2 separate regions of the Sus scrofa genome follow, and region 2 is linked to region 1. The links are chromatin contacts, called in public HiChIP or PLAC-seq maps. All regions are on one chromosome and are shown on one strand. The core of a region is the stretch at or near the end of the contact, and the rest is flanking DNA. Distances in the headings are between cores, read along the strand shown.

Evidence for each region. HiChIP or PLAC-seq counts read pairs in DNA pulled down with a chosen protein or histone mark.
Region 2: a contact with region 1 is called in an H3K27ac HiChIP or PLAC-seq map of alveolar macrophages. The contact joins the promoter of UPF2 here to the promoter of SEC61A2 in region 1. A contact is called at or near these places in 1 of 5 promoter capture datasets (liver), 5 of 47 Hi-C or Micro-C datasets (alveolar macrophages, epiblast stem cells, liver and 1 more) and 2 of 2 datasets of contacts at active chromatin or transcription factors (alveolar macrophages and skeletal muscle).

The regions. Positions count from the first base shown.
Region 1 is chr10:59,815,390-59,820,641 of Sscrofa11.1, forward strand. It overlaps SEC61A2 (protein transport protein Sec61 subunit alpha), which reads right to left and starts at 1,650. Exons shown (of 12, transcript XM_003130808.6): 1 at 1,468-1,650. The coding sequence starts at 1,474. It overlaps DHTKD1 (probable 2-oxoglutarate dehydrogenase E1 component DHKTD1, mitochondrial), which reads right to left. Exons shown (of 16, transcript XM_021064993.1): 16 at 5,029-5,252.
Region 2 is chr10:59,890,299-59,895,976 of Sscrofa11.1, forward strand. UPF2 (regulator of nonsense transcripts 2) reads left to right here and starts at 2,808. Exons shown (of 24, transcript XM_021064994.1): 1 at 2,808-2,888; 2 at 3,786-3,980.

The DNA.
Region 1 (5,252 bases), core at 400-2,899:
GACCTCTCAGCCCTTGTGCAGTCATCAGCCCAGGTAAGGACAATGACACTTCATTAGAAAGTACTGTTTTCCCAGACAACTCGTAATATATAAAAGTAAGATCACTGAAGGTTCTTTAAGGCTAGGCACTCTCTTCTGGCATGGCTTGAGTCAAGTCCTGCCAAAGAACTGGAGGATGAAAATGACAATTCCTCAGCCTTTGCCAGTGTCTGCCATGTCCAGAAACACAAGAAGCCACAACGAGCTATTAGCGGTGGTCATCTTCCCTCACAAACACGGGATTCTGTTCACTGACATCACGAAATTGTTTTACACCTGACGTGCGGAGTGACACCTCAGCAGTTAGCCAAAAGGGGACTCTACGCTCTTGCTATAAAACCTCCCAAAATGATGGCAGCCACTGATGTTTGGCAGAAGAATGCCGAAAATGCTCATGGGCAGGTGTGTGTCGGCCACGTACCATTTCAGATGACTTTGAAAGTAAATGTGAATTATGGAAAATGTTCATCTCCAATGCAGAACCAACGTCAATCCCATCAGGAAATGTCCTGGAATCCCCGTCACCCCTTTTCGTTCCCATTTCAACCACGTGCCCTCCCAGGTTTCTTGGCTTATGATCACATGCGTTGGAGTGTTCAGGTTCAAGCAATGCTTTTGTCTGCCACTTGTCTACTCCTGTGTTGCAAAATTTAACCCTTTATACTGAAAATTCAAGCCCAAGTGTCGCCCCTACTTCCTTCCTAGCTTCCCCAAATGTCTCCTAGTTGGCTGGCCAATGGGTGCACAGCTTGGGTTTGCGGTAATCCATTCATCCAACAATCACCCGAACAGCTATGTAAGAATATTTGCGAAGATACGTGGTGTTGCGTTCGGGAGACGGCCCTCAAAAGATCCCCATTATACAAGGCCTTGTCCCCAAAGCTTATATGCCCTTATGCTGAGTTTTCAGTAAATGCTTACAGAATGACTTAAATACAAAATTTAAGGAAAATGCTATACCACCAACCTCCTTTCCTCGCCTACAACACACGCCATGCATCGCTTTTAAAAAAAATGAAACAAATCAGGGAGCTTCACTCGTCACAACTAACATACCAAGGAAGGGTGACTTGGGAATAAAAATATGAGTTTCCAAAGCCCCTGAAAAATTAACAGTGGTCCAGTTTTCGCCCGGTTGCCTAACTCCCCGCCCCCGAAACCAATGGCCTCCCCGCGCGGTCCTCCGCTCCTCGCCACCCACTGAACTTAGATCCTGGGCCTCCAGGTCGGGTCCCTGCAACTGGCCTGGCGAGGCCTCGCACTGGCGGCGCCTCGGCGGAGGTCCCCAACCCACGCCCTCCGCAGCTGCCCGGCGCAGCCCGCGCCTCCCCGCCCGCGGGCCGGACGACGCCAGGGCGGGCGCCAACCCCACTCCCGCGGTTCGTCGGCGCCTGCGCCCCCGGCGGGAGCCTCGCCGCCGCTACTCACTGCCCATGGCGGCGGCTGCGGTGGCCCGGCGGGGCCCAGCGGCCTCGGAGCGGCCTTAGCTCGGGTCCCGCGTCTGGGGCCTCGGCGCCAGCTCCCGACGCGCTCCGGCCAGCCCGGCACAGGCTCCGCCCCGAGCCACGTGACACGCGCCCTGCCCCGCCCCCCGACGAGGCGCTGGCCGTTGGCCGCTGGTGCGCTGACGTCACCGCGTTGCCATGGCCACCGCCGGCGCTCCCGAGGGCGTGCTCACGCGGGGTCCTGGAGCAGGGAAGCTCTGTGAGGCTACAGCAAACCAGGCCTTTATGCTGGGAGCACGTCTCCGAGTTCAGTGTCCAGCAAGGGTCATCTCTTTGCCAGCCAGAGCGGCAGCCCCAGGAACGCAGGCCGGATTCGATCCCAAGGCCTGAAACAGCAGCCCCTAGAACCAGCGTCACCCAAACAAACTTTTTATTTTGCTTCCAAATTATTGGAACCTCTAGGAAGTTTTCAGAAACTTGGGACATTTTGTCCAAATTAATAGCTTCTGAACGCTCCACTATCTCCCTCTTACACTCTACACTCTTTAGCTTCTCCGAAATAGATCAGAATTTTGTCCCTCTGGACTAATCCCTTTTGTCCCCTCTCAGACAGGATAGTATAAAGGAAAGCAATACAGCCTTAAAAATCTGCTGGCCTCACATTTTTAATTCTTTTTTTTTTTTTTTTTTTTTTCCCGCATCTTTAGGGCCGCACCCGAGGCATATGGAGGTCAAATCAGAGCTACAGCTGCCACCTACACCACAGCCACGGAAACACCAGATCCAAGCTGTGTCTGCAACCTTCTCCATAGCTCACAGCAATGCTGGATCCTTAACCCACTGAGGGAGGCCAAGGATGGAACCTGCCTCCTCATGGATGCTAGTCAGGTTTGTTAACCGCTGAGCCCTGATGGGAACTCCTAATTCCTATTTCTTTTTTTTTTTCTTTCTTTTTTGTCTTTTTGGAGCCACACCGGTAGCACAAGGAGGTTCCCAGGCTAGATGTCTAATCAGAGCTATAGCTGCTGGCCTACGCCACAGCCAGAGCAAAGCCAGATCTGAGCTGCGTCTGCAACTTATACCACAGCTCACGCAAGGCCACATCCTTAACCCACTGAGCTAGGCCAGGGATCGAACCCACAACCTCATGGTTCCTAGTTGGATTCATTTCCACTTCGCCGTGATGGGAACTCCTCCTTACTCAAATTTCAAACCCCTGTGATCTAACTTCTGCTCTAACACCTGATGAAACAAGCAACTTCAAAGGTCACTTAATCACTTATAATCACCAAATCCAATGATCCGTTTTAACATTCAGATCTATGTCCAAGAAGGAAGCAAAATACATAAGTGCTCACGGGCGTGCGCGCACACACACACTTCTCTTTGCCCACACTCTAGCCAGGCTCCTCTGAACCCTTTTTCCACTAGGCCTTACCTTGGACAATAAAGAGTTGAATAAATGCAACATGTAATTCCTAATACATCCATCCCTAGGCTGACCCCGGCCCCCTTAAAGTATCTGCCTGGGGAGCTCAAGGCTGCCGGAAGAATTGACCCCTTGTTGCACTCGGAGATGGACAGCATCCATGGCTCCCAGCCTCTGTGGAAGGATAGGAGCCTAACTGCAGTTCTCACCACTTAACAGGCCTGGATGGCTTTCACATGGACCAAGCCCTCCCGTTCTGTGTAATTTTTCACTTCCCTGACTCTACTCTGAGCCCCCATTCTACCCCCTTTCTCTCCTCCCTTGTTTCTCTTAAATGCCAGCCATCTCTATACACATTCAAGTGGGATTTAGTTCACGCTGGATTCTTTTCTTTGCTGCCATACATGGTATATTACCCACTGAAAGCTGTCCTTACCACTTTAGTGTCCAGCTTTGTCTTTCAACAAACTTACATACTTACGTATACACACATACACATGCACGTACATATGACAATTTAGACTGGGCTTGCGTGGCTCTTTGCTCCATTAGGGATCATCAGGGACAGCTCCAAGGCTGGGGGCTTGAATTGTCAGGAGGCTCTCTCACCCCAAGTCTGGCATCTGAAGCTGGTTCACAGCTAAGACCTCAGCAGAAGCTGGCAGCTTGAACATCTCCAAATGGCTTCTCTGTGTGGCCTAGGCTTCCCTACAGATTCAAGCCAAAGTTGCAGCTATAGCAATGCCAGATCCTTAACCCACTGTGCTAGACTGGGGATCGAACCTGCATCCCAGTGCTCTGGAGATGCCACAGCTGCTCCTGTGGTGTCACAGCGGGAATTCCAAGGTCTTGATTCTTAACCTGTGACTTCCTTCTTAATTTCTTTAAATAATAATAATTAAGAAATTCTTTTATTTCTCTAAACCGTATTTCTTCAATCTTGTAAAAGCAATACTTTATCTATTGTCAGTCAAGGAATTTTTTAAAATAATAAACTAAGGTAATGTAATCAGAACAAAAAAAGGCTATGCTTTAGAATATTTTTGCTTATGGTATGTGCATGGAAAACCTAGTACAATGGAACAAAATTGTCCTTATAAAAAAGAAAATTTTATTTTACTAAGAATAATGCGTCATTTTAGGAGTCCCCATTGTGGCTCAGAGCTTAACGAATCCGACTAGGAACCATGAGTTGTGAGTTCGATCCCTGGCCTCGATCAGTGGGTTAATGATCTGGTGTTGCCATGAGCTGTGGTGTAGGTTGCAGACGCAGCTCGGATCCCACGTTGCTGTGGCTCTGGTGTAGGCTGGTGGCTATAGCTCCAATTAGACCCCTAGCCTGGGAACCTCCATATGCCGCAGGTGCGGCCCTAGAAAAGGCAAAAAGACAAAAAAAAGAATAATATGTCATTTTAAACAAAAGATATTGTTAATATATCTATTAACATGTATTTCTCTTCACTGACTACCCAATTTGAGCTCTAGTCTTCATTGAATATGAAATTTAGCATAAATTGATATTAATATCACATCATCAATTTTTAAAATATTTTACTTTAATATTTTTATCCCATACTTTATCATGGGAGTATCTGATGTGGAATTCTTCAAATGGTCCCTTTCTGCAAGGTAATTCAACATGCTGATCCACATTGCGGTGCTGATTGAGAGTAAGAAGGTTAAGATACCGAAGACACATCTGGAGATGTGAGAAGAAACCATAAACAGACTGCTGAGGTGTCCAGTTAGAAATTGGAGCGATCTAAACTAAGCTTAAAAAAAAAAAATCTGCGAGTTCCCATCATGGCGCGGTGCAGATGAATCTGACTAGGAACCATGAGGTTGCGGGTTCAATCCCTGGCCTTGCTCAGTGGGTTAAAGATCCACCGTTGCCATGAGCTGTGGTGTAGGTTACAGACACAGCTTGGATCTGGCATTGCTGTGGCTGTGGTGTAGGCCAGCAGCTGTAGTTCCGATTAGACCCCTAGCCTGGGAACCTCTATATGCTATGGGTGCGGCCCTAAAAAGCAAAAAAAAAAGAAAAAGAAAAATCTGGTTTTCCATCTCATTTTGTGCTTAGACTTTTGAAATTTTTTTAATTCAAGAAACCAAGAATTCTGAAAAACAATGACACTGTATTTTTATTTTTTTCCTAGTTCAACATACAATGTTGTTAACCATTCTTATTAAATTGACCTTTGTAATTAATCAATACACTAATGTACACAATTAAGGTATGAATCATGAATCTTCTGCTGTGGCCAGAACAATCTACACATTGATACTGAAAGACATTAACAGGTGTCAGTAAACCTGGAGAGGGTGTTCCAGGATCCTGG
Region 2 (5,678 bases), core at 1,558-4,057, 76 kb after region 1:
CAGTGGGAACTCCACATGCTTTCTTCTTTAACACCTGAGGAAAGGCCAAGATTGATTTGATTGAGGAGAAGGATTTATCAACAGCATAGGCCAATCTTCTAAAGACAATCAGATAAAATGAGAAAGAGAACTTTGATGAGAATGTGAGGGCCATTGCCATGGTGTTTTGGGATAGTCCTCTCATAACTATTCATCAGTTGTACAGAACAGCAGTATTTGTCTTTCTTTCTCTTTCACTGCCCTTTAAATGACAAACCTAGTGATAGCGTTTTTTTGTTGTTGTTTTTCGGCCACACCTGTGGCATATGGAAGTTCCTGAGCTAGGGATGGAATCTGAGCCAGAGATGCAACATATGCCACAGGTGCAGCAGAGCCAGATCTTTAACCCACTGCTCCCGGCTGGGGATTGAACAGGTGCTGCCACAGAGTCACTCCAGATCATTAACCCACTGCACTACAGCAGGAACGCCTTTGTTTGTTTTTAATTTAAGTATAGGAAGTATCAACACTCAGTTTGGAAGGGCAATGTGTATGCTAAGAATAAACGGTAAGTGGAAGCAACCTAAGTGTCCATCGACAGACGAATGGATAAAGAAGATGTAATATATAAAATATATACACACGTGTACATACATACACATAAATACACACACACACACACACTGCAATACTACTCAGCAGTAAAAACCTGAAATTGTGCCATTTGCAACAACGTGATGGACTTTGAGGGTTTTATGCTTAGTGAAATCAACCAGACACAGAAAGACAAATACTTGAGGTAATCACTTATATGTGGAATCTAAAAAATAAAAAAAACTACTGAATATAACAAAAAAAGAAACAGACACAGATATAGAGAACAAACTAGTGGTTACAACTGGGGAGAGGGCAGGGGGAGGGGCAAGGTAGAGGTGGGGGCTAAGAGGTACAAACTACTATGCATAATAAAGTTACTGAAATGGAGTTTTAACCAAAGAACAACCCCCCCCCCTTGGCTAAGAAGGCAGCTGCAAGCCTTTCCAGCTGTGCTTATCACTATACCACCCTTCTTATAATAATGTAACAACTGTGTACTCTATATCCAAGCCAGCAGCCCTGCTCATCAGGTACCCAGCATTGCTTATCAGTTCCGCTTCTGCAACCTTGCCGGCTCAGTTTCTTAGGGAGGAAGACTGCTTGGGGATGGGGGAGGTCCGGGATGCTTACATGGGAAAATCAAGACCTTGTAGTGTATAAAAGTTACTGAGAACAAAGACCTGGTGCTCAGACTCTGGAGGTGACTCCTCTGAGCCCGCACCGGTGCTGAATAAACCTTGCTTTTCCATATTTCCGAGTGCTGTTTGTCTCCTTCCATTGCCACGGTTTTTGTGGTTTCCGCAACATTACAAGGATATATTGCACAGCACAAAGAATATAGCCAATGTTTTATAATAATTATTAAATTCGCGAATCACCACGCTCTATACCTGAAACATACAATATTGAAAATCAATTATATCCCAGTTGGGAAAAAAATAATAAATGGTAAGTAAAAACAGTAAACAGAAAGAAGCAAATGGGCAAAAGCTGAATAGGAGGGACCTGCCTCAAGTGTTTCTAGTTGCTCCTAGCTCACTTTGGGGGCGGGGCGCCGCAGGTGGAGCAAGAATCAAGACCAGTTCTGCACCTTTGCTCCTTTGGCTCCTGACCAGCCAAAGCCGGCCAGTACTGAACACCCAGCCAGATTCTGCTGGCAAACCTTAGCAATGTTTGGATAAAAATTGGAGGCCAGATGCACGAATTCAGACATTTAAGAGAAAATAAGCTGGTACCACTTTTAAAAGTTGATTTGGTTCCGCATTCAGTGGAAATGGCAAGCGTAGCAAATTTTTTTTAACCTGGTCATTTCATTTAATAATTCATTGTAATTTAAAAAATCTGCTTGCTAGAACGGTACTTTCTAAGACCTGTGTAGGAAAAACCTTAATTGTCTTCACCCTGGGGTACTTTTAGGTGGAACACCTGAAACTGCTTCTGGAAATTCCCCAACCGGACTTTCGTAGTCTTTCTAGGGCACTCTTAAATCGAAACCTGTTCCTAACCAACTTGCACCTTCCTCACCAGCCATATTCTTTAACCTCTCCAGTTTTCAACTTCCTAAATCTTCAACCTCACCCCATGCATTAATCCAATCAAACTTTCCCTTCTTAGACCTCTTCCTTACATTCGCTCCAGGAAACTCCCATGAGAGTCACGTGGCTAAGTTTGTCCTTAATGGCGCCCCGTAATTCGCCTACCGTTCCACCGCCCTTCCTCACCTCCTGTTAGCTCCGCCCCTCCCCATTCTCGCTTTACCCCCCGGCCCCCCCACCTCAGTGCCTGCGCCTGCGTACCTCCAATTCAGGAGCTTTCCCTTTCCTGGCGACCAATCCACTTCCTGCCTCCGGTCCTCGGAACACTCCTCCCCCTCCACTGAGGCCCTGGATTGAGGGGCTTGCTGTGGCTGCCCTACGCATTGCCTGTCTGAAAAAATTAGCTCCTCTTAAAGGAGTGGGTAATTTGAAGCAGCCGCTATGTGTGCGGCACCTATCTGAGACTTTGCTCGTGACCCGCCACCCCGAAGCTAAGCCAAGGACGTGGAGATGCCGGCGGAAGGGCGCCTCGGACTGTTTTCGGTCCGGCAATCGCTCGGACGGCTGCTTCCTTTCCACCTCCCTCCGCCCCGCCCCCACTCGCAGCCGGGCCGCGCTGGTGAGTGGCGGGCGGGAGGGCCGGCGGGCGGAGGGAGGAGGGGGAGCTGAGGGAAGGCGGGCCCTCGGCTGCGAGCTAGGTGGGGGAGGGGAGGGGAGAGCCCGAGCGCTGGAGTTGGTGCTGGGAAACCCGGGGCTAATGTTGACAACAGGCTCGAGGTGAGTCCCGGGGAACCTCCTTCTCCTCCGCTCCAACGACCGGGAGGGAGCGGGGCTGAGGGGCACCGGCCTGGACTCCTACTCCCTGGGGGACCCGAGAGGCGACTCCGCACCTCAGCGCTCCGGGGGCGGCGAGCGGGAGCCGGACCGCGGGTCCGGCGTCCTCCTCCTCAGACCCCTCTCTCTCGGGAGTTCCCGTCAACGCGGGAGCCGCCGGCCCGGGGTCGGCCAGAGGGGCGGTCTAGAGGGGTGCCTGCCCCACATGCCGGGGCTGGGCCTCGGGGCCGGAGGCCGGGAGCCCGCCGCGGCGGGGTGAAGGGGCTTGGGGGTGTGGAGGAGGCGAGGAGGTTGGGGAGAGCTCTTCGGGAGCCGGGAACGAAGCGAGGGCGAGGAAGCGGGCGGGTGCGTGTGTGGGATGATGCGGAGCCGGGGACCGGCCGGAGCGTGTCGGGCTCCGGTGGTGAGGGAGTGTGGGGTGCGAAGTTAGGGCTGGGGCGGGGGTGGTCGGCGCAGGTGACCGTGGACCCCGGGGGAAGGGGAGTTGTGGCCGGGAAGCGAGGGGGGTCGAGGCGTGTGGAGCAGGAGCAGGGGGTTGTGGGAGCGCTGTGTTTAGGCGCAGGGGTTTGGGTGTACTTGGGAGTGGTGGGCGAGGATTATTCGGTGTGCTTCTTTTCAGTCCCATGGGCCGGTGATTCTTCACTTTGCCTTCATCCCGGGGCTCCAGGTCTTCTCTTGTTGGCACAGTTGAACTAAGGAGATGATCTCGGGGTATTTGGTCTCCAGGTTGGCCAAGCAGAGCCAGCTTACAGGCTTGGGGGGGGGGTACCCTCAGGACCGGACTTGTACTTAGTGAGGCATCGGATCTAAGCAAAACTACCACTCGCTCTTCTCATTTAGCACAGTTTTTAGGTGTTGATGAGAATTGTACAGCTCTTCAAGAATACCGTTTTTGAACTCTGGCGAAATTTGGGAAAACTTTGAATGAGTCCCTTTTACTGCGGACGTTTCTTTAAAGTCAAAGACTGGGAGGTAATGCCCCTGGTGCGGTTCTGCCCTTAAGAACATTTTGAATGAATAACCCAGAATTAAAAGGTAAAACGGCATTCTTTTACTCTGGAGCATTTTCGGAGCAGACTCATTGTGATTTCATACATAGTTCATTTGGTACTTTGTGCAGGAATATGATTAAAAGGGAAACCCCCCTTTCTCTGCACTCCAGGTACACACTATTGGTAGTACCTGTTTTCCTAGTAAAGTAGTTTTACTTTCTTTTGCAAGTTCAGAGTATACTTAGAAAACCAAATAAAATACACAGCCCAGGGCCAGGACACTATTTTGGGAGCTAGGAAGGTGGTTTTAAAGCGTGGCTTCCTTTTAAGGACTGTGTGAATGTAATTGTACTTGATAAAATAACTTGTAAAAGCTGATTGTATCCCAATTCAAAGGTCACTGATTTTATCTTATTTTGAGATAGAACCTATTTAAAAGTTTTGGGTTTTATTTGAAAGACTGTTTGAATACTTTAGGTAAAATATTTGTTTAGGGCATGTGTTTGGTAAGATAATTTAAAGACATTTTTGTATTTCATTCAATAAAATTTAATGCTCAGTTTTATTTTTTTAAATTGATACAGAAATGCATAATCTGAGTTATGTTTATATCTTTTATTTGGTTTTTAAAATTTTAGAGTCATAGTATGTAGTTGAAAAGAGCACTAGACACACAGTCTCAGTGCAGCCACTACAACTAGTTGTGTAATCTTGGGCAGGTCACTCTGTAAAACTTGAGGATTGGAGTAGCTAAAATCTAGTACTTCTAACTTGAAAAATCTCATTTTAGGGTGAACTTTTCGGTGTTGTCTGTGAAAGAATAAACATTTGTTGAATGCTGCCTTACTCTTGTGCTAAAAGTGTAAGAACTCTGTCGGAGAGGTAGCAGTATCTCCTTTTTATTGATAAATAGACTCAGAGAAGTTACATTGCCCAGTTTCGATAACTAGCAGGTTTCAGAGTTGGGATGCAAACTTAAAGTCTGAGTGACTTTAAAGCTTATAGTATTTTCACATGTTGCATTGTTGCTTTTACATGAACCTTTAGATTTTCATCGTATTTTTTGTTCACTGAAATTTAGTTCTGTGTGTACTTTCAGTATATGTTTGTAATGCAAGGAGGAAATGACTCAAAGAAGGCACCAGGACCAAGACTTAAGGGTCTTATTGAGAATCTGTTTTGTCATGGTCCAGAGCAGAATCTAAGTCATTAATGCCTACTGCAGTTTGATACAGAAAACACAAATCTGTTGAATAGGAGTTCCTGTCATGGTTCAGCAGTTAATGAGCCAGACTAGTATCCATGAGGATGAGGGTTGGATCCCTGCCTCACTCAGTGGGTTAAAGATCTGGCGTTGCTGTGAGCTGTGGTGTAGGTCACAGACAAGGCTTGGACCTGGCATGGCTGTGGTGTAGGCCAGCAGCTACAGCTCCAATATGACCCCTAGCCTGAGAACCTCCATATGCCGCGGGTGAGGCCCTAAAAAGACAAAAAAAAGACCAAAGAAAGAAAAAAAGTCCATTGAATAAATACTGTAGAGAGTCACAAAAGTTGAGTCACCAAAGTTTGAGAGACTGTTACGCTAATAAATGTTGATCTTTTTTCAATTTGTCAGGTTCCAAATGAATTTCTTTTTTCTTTTTTCTTTCTTTTTTTTGGCTGGTCCTGCAGCATATGGAAGTTCTCAGTCCAGGGATCAAATCTACGCCATAGCAGCGACCCAGACCACTACAGCGACAAG